Linked DNA regions of Ovis aries: region 2 is linked to region 1. A link is a contact called in public Hi-C data. All regions are on one chromosome and are shown on one strand. The core of a region is the stretch at or near the end of the contact, and the rest is flanking DNA. Distances in the headings are between cores, read along the strand shown.

The links. Hi-C and Micro-C count contacts between places; a contact is called where the count stands out from the background.
Region 2: a contact with region 1 is called in a Hi-C map of hypothalamus, with 2.9 times the contacts expected there. The contact joins the promoter of GLCE here to the enhancer-like site in region 1. A contact is called at or near these places in 3 of 16 Hi-C or Micro-C datasets (hypothalamus, omental adipose tissue and tail adipose tissue).

Annotation. Positions count from the first base shown.
Region 1 is chr7:15,886,593-15,893,704 of ARS-UI_Ramb_v3.0, reverse strand. It overlaps NOX5 (NADPH oxidase 5), which reads right to left. Exons shown (of 20, transcript XR_009601335.1): 18 at 5,577-5,649; 19 at 4,257-4,793; 20 at 2,044-3,818. Among named protein-coding and RNA genes, the nearest start is that of NOX5, 73 kb to the right of the region's middle. Within about 2 kb of position 2,659, at least 13 of the 54 cell types and tissues checked have an H3K27ac peak or open chromatin away from gene starts, as enhancers often do. A contact at or near this core is called in hypothalamus, where this site is marked.
Region 2 is chr7:16,026,686-16,033,797 of ARS-UI_Ramb_v3.0, reverse strand. It overlaps GLCE (glucuronic acid epimerase), which reads right to left and starts at 4,119. Exons shown (of 3, transcript XM_042252102.2): 1 at 3,959-4,119.

The DNA.
Region 1 (7,112 bases), core at 1,410-3,909:
GACGCACACACAGCTGAACCACCTGGGACCACAAGAGAGTGAAAAGGCTTTGGCAGGATCTGAACACACGGTATCAAATAGAGGCACAGGTAAAGGCCGTCATGGCCCAAGGCTCGCTCACAGCCTGCCCTGCCCGCACCCCTCTGGGGAGCATGTCACGGCTCCTAACCCTGTGATCCTATAAGCACCAGGCCTCTTCCCAACCCCAGCCACGGCTGATGGGATCAGACGTGGACCCTGAGCCCAAGGCAGCCAATCCATACCTGGCAGGAAGGACGTGAGCTGGGCCACTCAAGTGCTCTGTCTTGAGAATCTGAAGAGACACAGAGACTACTGCTCAGGGTGAGAGGTCCTGATACCTCGTGGTAAGAGATGTGTCAAGAGACCACACAGATCCTCAAGAAGGAAAGGACAAGGATTTCCCTGGTAGTCCAGTGGTTAGGACTCTCTGCGTCCACTACAGGTTTGATCCCTGGTCGGGGAACTAAGATCTTGCATGCCTTGCTTCACAACCAAAAAAAAAAAACCCACCTTTTTTAAAAAAGAAGGAAAGGGCAGCCTCACTCCTAACTTGACCCATCCTGAACTGGGGTTGGGGTTGCCATTCCATCCTGACCACCAATGTTCCTTTTATGAGGGCTGGTTTGAACAGGTTTTGTGCCTCAGCTTGAATGGTACGGCGGGGGCAGACTTCGAGCTCACCCCTCAGCCCTGTATCCACCGCTCTCCCGTTCCCCAGTCCATCCCCGCCTCTGCCTTAGGCCAAGTTCTCTTCCACCAGCTGCTCGGCCTGCATGTGTTCTCCCCTTCATTTCATTCACTGCAGACACTGGTCTTTCTAGCATGACCCTGCCAGGCCCTTGCTGTACAGCTTTGAGTAGCTCCTCATAGCCCAGCCTCCAGTGATATCTGACTCCCTCCCTACCTATGCTCCTGACCTGCCATCCAGTCACCCTAAGATTAAACAGTCACACCTTTATGCCTTTGAACATGCCTGGACTTTTGTGTACAAATACACCCTCCACCCATTTCCCATGCCTCCTCCAAGATCAAGGTCAGGGGACATCTCTCTCCAACCCTAACTTTGATTCCCCTCTGCTTTGGCCACCACAGCAGCTCACGAGGCCCTGTGCTGGCGTTTACTCCCTTGCATTGGCACCATACTTGTTTGTTACCTGGCGCTATACCTGTGGAGTTAATGAATGAATGCGCCTCAGCTCACTTGACCGGGTTCTGTTGGGGGAGTGGAGTGTGAGGAGGGGACTTTCCTTTCTGGGAGATTAGCCTCAGTCCAGCCTAGACAGGGGTGTCAGGTACTTTCTGAGGCCCTCCTGCCTCATGTCCCAAAAGACCACCCATCTGCTTGCTCCCCTGGTGACATGGGGACAGCCTCATTGAAACTGGCCTTCTTGTCCTCAGCACTGGATGGAAATCCCCCAAGAGCACGCCTGTTTCCCTCTTCTAGAGAAGAGGCGCACAGACAGAGCTAAAGAGCCAAGGGCAGTGAAGCACTCAGATTTGATAAACAGGCAGGAGATTTCAGGAGCAATCAGGGGAGAAAAGAAGATACATTATCCCCAGAATTCACAACGCAGAGCTGAAGAGCTGGAGGGGCTGTGATTCCATCTTCCCGTCTTCCTGGGCCTCCTGCAGCCTGGGGAGATTTGCTGCTTTGGGAAACGATGCACTGATGTCCACATAGCCGGTCAAGGCTTCCCCGGGGACATGGTGGGTGGCGGGCAGTGTTTACAGACTCCTGGGAGCCTGCTAGTCCTCCCTGGGAAGGAAGGTTGTTTATCAGGCTCACAAATGTGTTTAGTGATAATAAACCTGAAGACAGAGGGCTGCAGACCCCTCCTGATGGTAGAGGGGCAACTTGGAAGAGGGTCCTTACCAGAACCGGACCATGCTGGGACCCTGATCTCCGACTCCAGCCTCCTGAACTGTGAGAAATAAATTCTGTAGTTTATAAGACCTCCAGGTTATGGTACTGTGCTATAGCAGTCCAAACAGACTAAGACAGAAATAACCAGCACTTGTTAAAACTTACTACCTGCCAAGCACCTTATACACATTAATTTATTTAATCATTTTACCATTTCCCTATCTGACAGGTACCATTATTATTGTTGTCTCCATTTTACAGATGAGGAAACTGAGAGCAGACCTTGAAACCTTTTGTCTACTTTGTTCAACTCCAGCACCTAGAACCTAGGAATGCGACAAACTCATCCAGTAAGCAGCACTGAAATGTCCTCTAACGCAGAGCCTGGGGCCAACAATGGCCCAGATGGTGGCACAGTGGGGCCATGGGGATGCGTGGAGGCTTAGATGCCATCGAGAAGTTCTGCCTCTCCCTCCTGTCCTTTTTCCTTCCCTACATATTTTCCAAGGGCTTCCTATTTGTGGAACGTGTGCACAGAGAGGAATCAGATTTCCCTTCTGGCCCAAGTGGGTTATAATTACAATGTAATAAGCAGTGATAACCTATGCAGAAAAACTACAGTAAAGTAATTTTTTAAAAACCCAAACAGGAGCAAACAGTGTGCTGGAACAAGTTTGCCATCCTCAAATCGGCTCACTCATCCAAGGAGCCTGCATGGGGCTAAGCCCTGGGATGCAGGGATGAGTGTGAACTAGGCCCCCTTCTGGTGGGACAAGGCTTCCTCCCTCAAGGGTAGCAAAGGCTTGGGGAGAGCAGCTGAGCGGAAGAGGCTCTAAACTTGAGGCCTGCCGCCCGCATCCCTCTTCCCTCTGCTCCAAAGGGTGCTTTCCCCAGAGCTGGCCCAGTCCAGTCCAGAGGGCAGGCTCCAGGGCTCCGGCCTGTTGAGGAAAGCAGGTCAGTAAGCCTTGCCCCAGGCCTTGGGGCTGCTGGTCCCCTTTCAGTGCCCCTCTGGCCTCCCTCCCGCCCTCCGCGGTGCCTGGCAGCGGGCCCCAGCTTTCCCGGGCTGGCTGCTCACTCGCGCACGGGGCCCAGAGCTGTCCACAGACAGCGCGGCCACCTCCCCCCACCCCAGCCCCAGAGCTCTGCGCCGTGATGGATGGCGCTGCTCTGCTCCTGGTCCCAGAGAGCTCCTTTGAATAATAACTTGGCAAAATTACTCTTTTTTTTTTTTTTTTGCTTTCCCTATTTCTGATTCATTGGCTCTTTCTAAGTCATTCATCTCTTTTGAGTTAGAGGAAGAAAGAAGAAGAATGAGGAAGAAGAAGAGGAAGTATCGCAGGGTTACAAGGGACCCTGAGTCCCACCTCCTTATTCTACAGGGGGAGCTGGAGGCGGAGCGTGGATTCCTATAGGAATCCTGACCTCCACTCATAGAAGAGAAGCAACTGTGGGAGGGATGGGAGACTGGGAGGCAGGGAGGCAGGGATCTTTCTAGGGACTCTTCAGTTGCACCTTGAAGGCAGCTGCCTACTGTATCCACATGCAAGGCTGGTCCAGTCTGCCGGCAGAGATCTTGGAGTTTCTTTATCCTTGAAGGGGCAGAGCAGAGCAGGGAAAGGGAGTAGAGACAGACGGGGCTTCCAGTGAGTTGTGGCAGCTCACCAACACCAACACATGATCACCTACTATGTGCCAGGCATGGAGGAGACAAAGATGCGTAGACACTGTTCCTACCCTCAAGGGGTTCACAGACAGGTACAGGTAAAGCTGATGCCTGCGGCAGGTGCTGTAGGGGAAGTAGTCCCGATGCGATCACACAGAGGAGGTTGTTCTACGCCGGGAGGGAGCAGCAACCAGGTCTTCACAGATGAGCTGATAAAATGTTCTGAGATCTCAATCTGAAGGTGGGGAAGAACGCTCCAAATGTCAGGCACTGCAGAAGCAAAGGCGTGAAGGTGTGAAATGGCATAGTGTTCCGGGCAACGCTGAGTTCTACCTCATTTTTAGAATATGAAGGTGAAATGGATGTTGGCCAGACAGAGGAAGAAGGGCCAGTCTGCAGAACTGAATCAAGTGCTCGTGCAGGAAGGCCTGTGTGCCAGTCTTGGCAGTCTGATGACTGTGACAGGACAATTATCCAACAGGAAGGGGTCTAATCAGATCTGCAACAGTGCGGAGGATGGATCAGGCCCGGAGAGGCTGGAGAAAGGAAGACCAACCAGGAGATCATATAATACTCCAGGCAACAGTCTATGGAAGGACTGAACCGAGGCAGGACCGACACAGGAGGGAATGGATGTGAGAAACACATTGGCAGCGCCTGGTGGCTGGCTGAGGGATGAAGATGGGGAGACAGAGGAGTCAAGGGTACCTGGCTGATGCCACCAGCTGAAACAGGGATCACAGTGCAGAAGCTTTCACGAACCACTGCCAAGCACCTGGTAGATGGTAGTGCTATTCCAGACATAGAGACAGAGACGAATAATTCATTTCCCTTGGATGTACTTCTCTATTCTTTAAAGACAAGCTTAATCTGTATACACATATGTCCAAACAAGTTTGGGAGAATCTCAGAACTTTGTTCTTTTACCAAAAAAAAAAAAAAATATATATATATATATATATATATATATATATATATATATACCCATTCCCTCCCTCACTTCCTCCTGCCCCCTCTCCGCCCCCCACCCCCACTGAAACCCACTTCCTGATTTATTTTGTTTTCTCCAGGAGGCAACACTCATGCAACTGGGGTGATTCCAGGTGGTGTAGGATTAGGGCAGCTAATTTGGGGCCACTATCACAGAGCTAATGTTGGGAGGCGGGAAGCTTCCTTGAGAGTGGTCTTTCTCCAGCCATCTCTGCCTTTCTGCTGGAGTCTTCTTCCCCCCTGGGATGGATTTCCCTGTAAAATAAATGTCTTGTCTGAATTAATCTTATTTTTAAAAGGAGAGAGTCATCATGTTGTAAAGACAGATCATAAAAAGATGCATCAATCTGTCAGGAAGGCTGGTTAATGTGAGTATTTGTTTAGCAGAGTCAGTGCCCCCGAAGCAGTCTTTCTGGACCAGCCCTGGGCCTGGAAGGGCCTTTAATTTGAATACTTAGAGCACATTTGGCCGGCAGCTTTGCATTCTGAGTCTGGGCACTGGCGCAGCCTTACTCTGTAGAAGAGGGGAGAGCGCCCCCAGTGTAAGGGGTCCATTCCCAGGGCGAGCAGTGCCCCAGACACTCCCGTTGGAGAACTAATCAATATGAGGGGTCTTTAGAAGACACTTCAGATGCTGTCTCCATTCTGCATTATTCTTTTTGGGCTTCTTTTATTCCTATCAGGCTTCCCTGGTGGCTCAGCTGGTAAAGAATCCACCTGTAATGCAGGAGACCTGGGTTTGATCCCTGGGTTGGGAAGATCCCCCGGAGAAGGGAAAGGCTACCCACTCCAGTATTCTGGCCTAGAGAATGCCATGGATTATATAGTCCATGGGGTTGCAAAGAGTCAGACACAATTAAGTGACTTTCACTTCAGACGCTCTCTCCATTCTGCTTTATTCTTTTAAAAAGGACGCAGATAAAAACCGAGTAATATATGAAGTGCATGGTATAAAAATTCTATGCTGTGAAACATTCCATGGGTAATACAGAAATACATGAAATAGAACAGAGAGCACTGCTCAAAGTGCTCCTTTACCTCCTTCCAGTTGACCACTGGGCACTGTTAGGTGTGTGTCCTTCTTACCCTCTTCCAACACATTTCTATTTACCTGCATGATACACAGACACTGTTTGTTTTTTGCTGGACGGAATGGAAACACATCAAAACATGGCATTTGAATTTTTAATTAACCTTCTATTTTGGATTTTTTTAATACAGCTATAAAACTAATTCATGTTTGTCATAAAAATTTCCAAAATGATAGAGGGGTGGAATATAAAATGGTGAAAAAAAAACAACAACCTAACACCGTCCTTTCCACTCACTCAGAGCAGATATAACACATCTCTGTGTAACTTTTTGGAAAGACCATGCATGTAGAAGCGTTTAAATGTGCACACGTTCATCTGTTCATTGAGGGAGGGAGGGCTCCGAGAGGTCGCAGGGCAGATCAAGGTCACAGAGCAAATGCAGAGGCCGCCTCCTAGATCTCAGAGGGCAAAAGCCTTTCCGCACTGCACAGTTCTCGGGAGTTTGCCCGCAACTGGTCTCAACTGGAGTGCCTAATCTCTCCAAGCTTCAATACTTTGGCCACCTGATGCAAAGAGCTGACTCATTAGAAAAGACCCTGATGGTGGGAAAGATTGAAAGCAGAAGGAGCAACATCACTCATTATCAGAGAAATGCAAATCAAGACCACAATGAGGTACCATTTCACACCAGTCAGAATGGCTGCGATCCAAAAGTCTACAAGCAATAAATGCTGGAGAGGATGTGGAGAAAAGGGAACCCTCTTACACTGTTGGTGGGAATGCAAACTAGTACAGCCACTATGGAAAACAGTGTGGAGATTCCTTAAAAAATTGCAAATAGAACTACCTTATGACCCAGCAATCCCACTGCTGGGCATACACACCGAGGAAACCAGAATGGAAAGAGACACATGTACCCCAATGTTCATTGCAGCACTGTTTACAATAGCCAGGACACGGAAACAACCTAGATGTCCATCAGCAGATGAATGGATAAGAAAGCTGTGGTACATATACACAATGGAGTATTACTCAGCCATTAAAAAGAATACATTTGAATCAGTTCTAATCAGATGGATGAAATTGGAGCCGATTATACAGAGTGAAGTAAGCCAGAAAGAAAAACACCAATACAGTATCAGTTCAGTTCAGTTCAGTTCAGTCACTCAGTCGTGTCCGACTCTTTGAGACCCCATGAATCGCAGCACTCCAGGCCTCCCTGTTCATCACCAACTCCCGGAGTTCACTCAGACTCATGTCCATCCAGTCCGTGATGCCATCTAGCCATCTCATCCTGGGTCGTCCCTTTCTCCTACTGCCCCCAATCCCTCCCAGCATCAGAGTCTTTTCCAATGAGTCAACTCTTCGCATGAGGTGGCCAAAGTACTGGAGTTTCAGCTTTAGCATGATTCCTTCCAAAGAAATCCCAGGGCTGATCTCCTTCAGAATGGACTAGTTGGATCTCCTTGCAGTCCAAGGGACTCTCAAGAGTCTTCTCCAACAACACAGTTCAAAAACATCAATTCTTCGGTGCTCAGCC
Region 2 (7,112 bases), core at 2,870-5,369, 140 kb before region 1:
AGAAAAATAATAGATAAAATTTAGCTTTAACAGATAAAGCTAAATTATCAAAAGAAAGTCATTTACCTTCATGAATGTATATTCTTGAATTAAATAGTTCCTATATATCTTAAAAAAGGAGAGGCCTAAAATTAGGTATGATAAATAAAAATTACATGGAACTAGTTGTACCCTAAGAACTAGCAACTCTTATAGCATCTATCGTTTTTTGTATATATAATATTGTAGATCTGCAATATAAAAACCATGGAATATAAACCCTGGCATTAGAGTTTATATTGATTACTGACAGGGACTGCTCTTTCTTTCATTTTATATGTATGGAAACTGAGGCCCTGAAAGACTAAGGAATTATTCAAGATCATATGGTTAGTAGCACAGTTAGATCAGAATTTCATGTCTTATGATTTCCTTTCTAGAAACTGGCTTAGTATGTCTCATATATGACTTAAGAATTTTGAATGATAATTCAAAAGACATTCTGGTATTATCATTTTTTATCAGTGTAATAATGAATTATATATGAAACTATTTTTATGCTTCATATCCCTCACAAGAAAACATATCTATTAGATGTCCATATGTTTGACCAAAAAAAAATCCGATCCTGAAATCTGTGCCACAATAAAAGACCTGCTGCCCCACCACAGCAGGAGGGGGCACCACAAAAATACAACTTATTCTTCTCAAGAGTCTAAAAAAAGACTTTTAAGAAGTCTTTTTAGAAAGAAAAGAAATTTAAAATAAAGGCCAAAGATTAATTTATCTTCATACAATTAAAGATCCAACATCTTTAACATGTTTTCACATTTTATTTGGGCTTTAGTCTTTTTTCTTATTCTGTTGTGTTCCCCTCCCCATCCCATTCCTATAATTTTAGATAACTGTAATACATTTTTCCTTCACTAGTACACACAGAAGTGGCAACAGTGACAAAAAGCCTGTGCGACATTTCACAAATTTGCACAGTGACCAAAATGTTTTTATTTCCAGACTTCTCTAATTAACACCTAAGTAATGTCTGCTCATTGAAAAAAATTCAAATAGTATAAAAGCATATAATTCCAGTAAGGAATCCACCTGCAATTTAGGAGACTTGGGTTTGATACCTGGGTTGGGAAGATTCCCTAGAGGAAAGCATGGCAACCCACTCCAGTATGCTTGCCTGGAGAATCCCCATGGACAGAGGAGCCTGGTGGACTATGGTCCATGGTGTTCCAAAGAGTCGGACAAGACTGAGTGACTAAGTACAGCACAGCACATATAATTAATAACTACTTTCCATGTCATTGCAACTCTCTCCTAAAGAATTCCCCAAACACTTTTAAGTTTGATGTTTATCCTTACAGGTTGTATGCTTATATAACAGAAGATGCTAATACCAGTTATATTATCAGGGGTTAATGTTTTTTAAGTGAGCTGAACCCCAAAACTATCCTGTTTATTTCTCTCTTATCAGCATCTCAATTATTTTATGTATTTGTTGTCTCTCTTGATACAGGTTTATGAGAGCTGTAATCACTGTACATGGAGGTACACACCATGCTGTGACACCTAGTAGATAATCAAATACTTGTTGACTGATCATCATGTTTACTTAGAAATTATGAAAGCGGCTTTTTTTAAAAGTTACTGATATCCACTTATCATTGGCTTTCAAAAATAATGGGGAAACAAAGGTCTGCTTAGGGTTTTTTTGGCTGTGATTCCAATCAAACATCTGCTCAACTGATCAGTTTTGATAGTTATAAAAGTCAAACAGGCATTTTGGTTTAATTTACAACCAAAACAAAAGCCAAACTAAAACCCCAAAACACTTAAACTTTTCAGAGTTATATATTGCTATATAGAATTCCCTGTTTTTTTCTTTAATTTTAAAATTTATTTATGGCTGCACTGGGTCTTCACTGCTGTACCAGTGCTTTCTCTAGTCACGGCGCGCAGGGGCTAGTCTTCACTGTGGCGCGAGGGCTTCCCACGGCACTGGCTTCTCTTGTTGCGCGGCACAGGCTCTAGGAGAGTGGACTCAGCAGCCGTGGCGCATGGGCTGAGCTGCAGGTCTTCCAGGATGGAACCTATGTCCCTTGCATTGGCAGGTGGATTCTTAACCACTGGACCACCAGGGAAGCGCCCTCGTTTTTTAAAATGATTATAAAAGTCAAGAATTAAACATATTATCACTAATGTTTCTGGTTCTAAGGTCAAAAGAAATATTAAAACAAAACTGTCACTCAAAAAAAAAAAAAAAGATTAAAGCAGGCAAAATTTTCTGCCTTGCCATATACTCAAATTTGTCTGTTTATCCCAAATTACAGAATTACTATAAGTACAGGTTCCATCAAATCAAGCCACATCAGACTTGATTTACAGGCCTCTATGATAAAGGAGCTATCTAACCAGGGGAACTGTCAAGCAAAAACATAGACTTTCTGACTTAAACATTTAAAGAAAAAAAAAGAGCATATGCATGTATACAGGTCATTTTATTTGAATTCCATCTAAGTTTGGGCTAGTTACCAAGGACTCTGCATATGAGTCAAGACTAACTGTATACAATAAAACTGTTAAGCAGGATTCTTTAAAAGAGTTCCGTTAGCCATCCTTACAGGTCTCAAACCACGGATCTGCAGAGCTCTAGCTTTGGAACTTCGAATTCCAAGGCGTTACTTGGAGGCTGAACTTGAACTGATTCCTCTACACAAATGCTTTTCAAACGACAGAGAGAAGCCAGAGCACACTTTCCAGCATACTTGACTGCCTAACACTCGGGCAGGACTTCAGGACAGACTTAATAACGCAGGATCAGCAAAGTAGACCCTAACATAGGAAAGGAAAACCGCACAGCCTTCCCTATCCTCAGTGGCTTCCACGCTCACCCGGAGAACATTCGCCTCCTTAAGAACCTACATGTCTACATGCCCACTTAAGGTGCTGTCTGCCACTCTGGTTCCCAGAGGAGAGAAATCAGCACGCCGCCACAGGGATCCTGGGGCAGAGAGAAGAAAACTGCAGAACAGTCGCACTATTTCTCCAACTAGGCAACAACACGGATCAATCCTTCAACTAAGCATTGAGTAAATCTCATTTAGAAAGAGATCTGTTCCAGGATGCTGACCAGCCACAGACTGCGAACTCGAGATGTCACCAGAGTTCCCTTCCCGCCACGAGCCGATCCAGCGCCTGCAGAGCCGCGCCCTCCCTTCGAGATCTCCCGGGGACCCGCTCACTCGCCCTGTCGCCCCCGAAAAAACTGGGGGCCATGCCAAGTTACCGCTCCCCTCTGGGCAAACTAGAAACCCCAATAAAGACGCTGGTCTCCGTCGTAAACCCTTCCGCCCCCAGCAGTCCACCAAGGCGGTCCCGGCCCCTGCAGGACGCAGATACATCGCCCTCCCGCCCGAAGACCCTGATAAACAGACAGAACCCCAATACACTGCTTCTTTATCCCAGGAATGTGAAAAAAGAAGCCCACTCCTGCTCAAAGTACCCCCAAGACCCCGTACATCGGCCCCTTCAGAGACCTAGGACCTTGCTAAAACTGAATCCTCTGCCCCTAAAAGAGCGTGAGACCGTGATAAAACGACCCCTTGTCCCGGAACCCCGCTATACCACTTCAAGGAACGGAAGGATCCCGGTAAATCTCCTTCAACCCCAAAGACCCGGGACCCGAACCGCTGCTGCCACCCATCCGAACCCCAAGCCGGAAGAGACCCCAGACCCCCAGTAAACCGCCTCCTCACCCGGAGAAGCCCTGGCACCCGCTACACCGCCCTTGGGCGTCCGCACCCGGATCCCACCCCACCGCGTCCTCGCCCTCCTCACTCCGAACCCCGCCAAGCCTCGCGCACACCAGGCAGCGCCGCGGAGCCGCCCCCGTCAGGAGCCCGCCTGCCCCGATTGCTCCGTGTCCCGGCTCCCCGACCGCTCCTCAGCGGAGACGCGCTCCGGGCTTCCTCACCTGGGCAGCGTCGTAGGGCAAGCGGACCGGGGAACCCTGAGGAAGAGAAGGAGGCGGCAGAGAAGGGGCGGCCCAGGCCTGCGTCTGCCGCAGCTCCAAACCCTCCGCGAGGAAGCGCCTGTGTGAGGAGATCCCTCCCGCTCCGCGCGCAGCCTGGAGACAGAGCCACAGCCGTACCCGCCGCTCTTCCCGCGAGATCCCAGCCACAGAGAGGGGCGGGGCCACGGCGAGGGGCGGCCGCAGTGAATCGAGTGACAACTCTGAGAGCCTGTTGGCGGCAGCGTGGGAGGCGGGACTTGGAGCCTAGTACTACCAATCGCAAAATAGGAAAGGTGATTCTCCCACCGCTTCTTCTCCCCCGCCCCGTATCAATAAACTAGGGGTAAGAGCAGTGACCTTTAAGTAGTCAGGGGCAGAGGAAGTTCTTGGGAAGGAACCCTGAATGAAGAATCTTGGCTTCTGTCTAGTCCTAGTCAGGCTCCGTAGATACATCTGGTTAGGGAAGAAGGTGGTTTTCACATTGCCGTGAGCTGAAGCGCTATTACCCTTGGTTACACCGCGGCCTGAAGTGCTTAAGAGGCACAGTTCTTCCTGGTTGAAGGCGCACCCTCCTCGGGTTACCCAGGTCTAAACCTGTTTTTCCCCCTCTCTGGGCCTCCCCTCCCTTTCCACCTCTAACAGGGCGCCATTGTTGAGATGCCCGTGTTTTCTCAACCCCTACTCGGGTCGTCTGATCTGACGAAAGACTCCCTTCCGACTGGTGTTTATTTATACTGAAAGCCTTCTAGAAGAGTAAAAAGTAAATCTCACTGAGTCATCGTTATAACATTCCAAAATTACATGAAAAGTTGTGTCTCTGTGAACACCAGTGTCTGGCACACTCGGGGCACTGAGTAAATGTAGAAAGAAAGACTGAAGAATATGATATTTAAATAAAGTCGTCTCTCAATATCCCGAGTTACTTGTTCCAGGATACTTGCAGCTACTAAAATAGTGGACACTCAAGTCCTTTGTGTAAAAATGACTGTAGTATTTGCATATAACCTATCGCCTATATACTTTAAATTGTTTCTAGATTACTTATAATACAATGTAAATACTATGTAAATAGTTACTGCTGCAACTTTTTAGAACTTTTCTGAAATTTTTTCCCTGAATATAACTGATTGAATCCACAGATATGGTGACCAACTATGAAAGAAATCTTAGACCTGCTCCAGAAAATTCAGGCTTTCCTAGCCTTTCCTCTACAGTGACAGCCCATTTCTTCACGCTTAAGTCCAGTCTCTTGATTAGGATGTCTGTCCTATAGTCTGCACTCATTCCCTTTACCAGAACAAGTCCTTTCTCTTCATCAAGGTTAATCCCTGAACCTGTGCCCTGGATGGCCACCATTCCCAGATTTTGATTAATCAAACTATCCTTCCCCTGATATCACTGTTCCCCTCTAATCTAGCTCTTTTTTTCCCCACAGACACATTTGTTCCATCCCTTGCACAAAACAAAACAACCCAACATCCTCCACCTTTTCAGATAACTCTAAATTGAATTTGCTGTCTTTACTTTTCATCTCTTATTTTCCCTACTACAGTGCTGTTTACACCCACACAATGGGCTGATCTTTCAGTGGTCACAAAGGACTTCATTTCTCTTTCTATTTTGGGGCATCTTTCCCAAAGACCACTCTGCAGCCTTTGACGATGCCAGCCATCTCCTCCTTGGTTACTTGCCTAACTACTTTCTCCTGATTCTTTAGCTACTCTTCTGTTTGGTTTTTGGGTTTTTTTTTTTTTTTGGATACTCTTTCCTCGTTTAAAAACTGCTGCATATTGGCACCTCCTTATATCTATATACCTTGTGCATGGAAAGAAAAATGGCTTCCACACACAGTTCCACACTTTGAGTGTCAATGAGTGGTTCAGAAAAAAGCTGTTAGAAGAATCCAGAGGAGGACACATGACTATGAGGCTGGGTGTTTAAATAGTAGTTGGCCTATACAAATACAGAGCAGAAGCAAAGGTTCTTCAGAGAAAATAGAGTGAACCTGAGCACAGAGGAGAGGATGTAGGCCAAGCCTGGATCTGAGTGGACCAGACTGGCCTGCGGAGGATTCCTGCAGAAGAGTAGTGAAAGGTAAGTTTAGGGAAGAACCAATAGTAAAAGGCCTTAAAAAACCAGGCCAAGCTAATTCAACTTGATTCTGTATCAAATGAGATACCAGAGCCAACCCTAGCAGTTGTAGGGCTTACAAAAGTCTACACAAGGGAGCCCATATATCAAATGTCTAAATAGTATGAAAAGTTATAAAACAAGCTAACAAACTCTAAATTTAACATATATATGCCTAGTTGCTCAGTTGTGTCTGACTCTTTGCAACCCCATGGACTTTAGCCTGCCAGTTTTCCTTGTCCTTGGGATTTTCCAGGCAAGAATACTGGAGTGGGTTGCCATTTCCTACTCCAGATATGTATATGTTGTGTGTGTGTGTGTGTGTGTGTGTGTGTGTGTCTGTGTGTGTGTCTGTGTGTGTGTCTGGGTCTGTGTCTGTGTGTATATATATATCAGTTCTGTTCAGTCATTCAGTCGCTCAGTCATGTCCGACTCTTTGCAACCCCATGGACTACAGCACACCAGGGTTCCCTATCCATCACCAACTCCTGGAGCTTACTCAAACTCATGTCCATCGAGTCAGTGATGCCATCCAACCATCTCATCCTTTGTCATCCCCTTCTCCTCCCGCTTTCAGTCTTTCCCAGCATCAGGGTCTTTTCCAGTGAGTCAGTTCTTCGCATCAGGTGGCCAAATTATTGGTGTTTCAGCTTCAGCATCAGTCCTTCCAATGAATATTCAGAAGTGATTTCCTTTAGGATTGACTGGTTGGACTCCTTGCAGTCCAAGGGACTCGCAAGAGTCTTCTCCAACACCACAATTCAAAAGGATTAATTCTTCGGCGCTCAGCTTTCTCTGTGATCCAGCTCTCACACCCATACATGACTACTGGAAAAACCATGGCCTTGACTAGACGGACCTTTGTTGGCAAAGTAATGACTCTGCTTTTTAATATGCTATCTAGGCTGGTCATAGCTTTTCTTCCAAGGAGCAAGCGGCTTTTAATTTCATGGTTGCAATCACCATCTGCAGCGATTTTGGAACC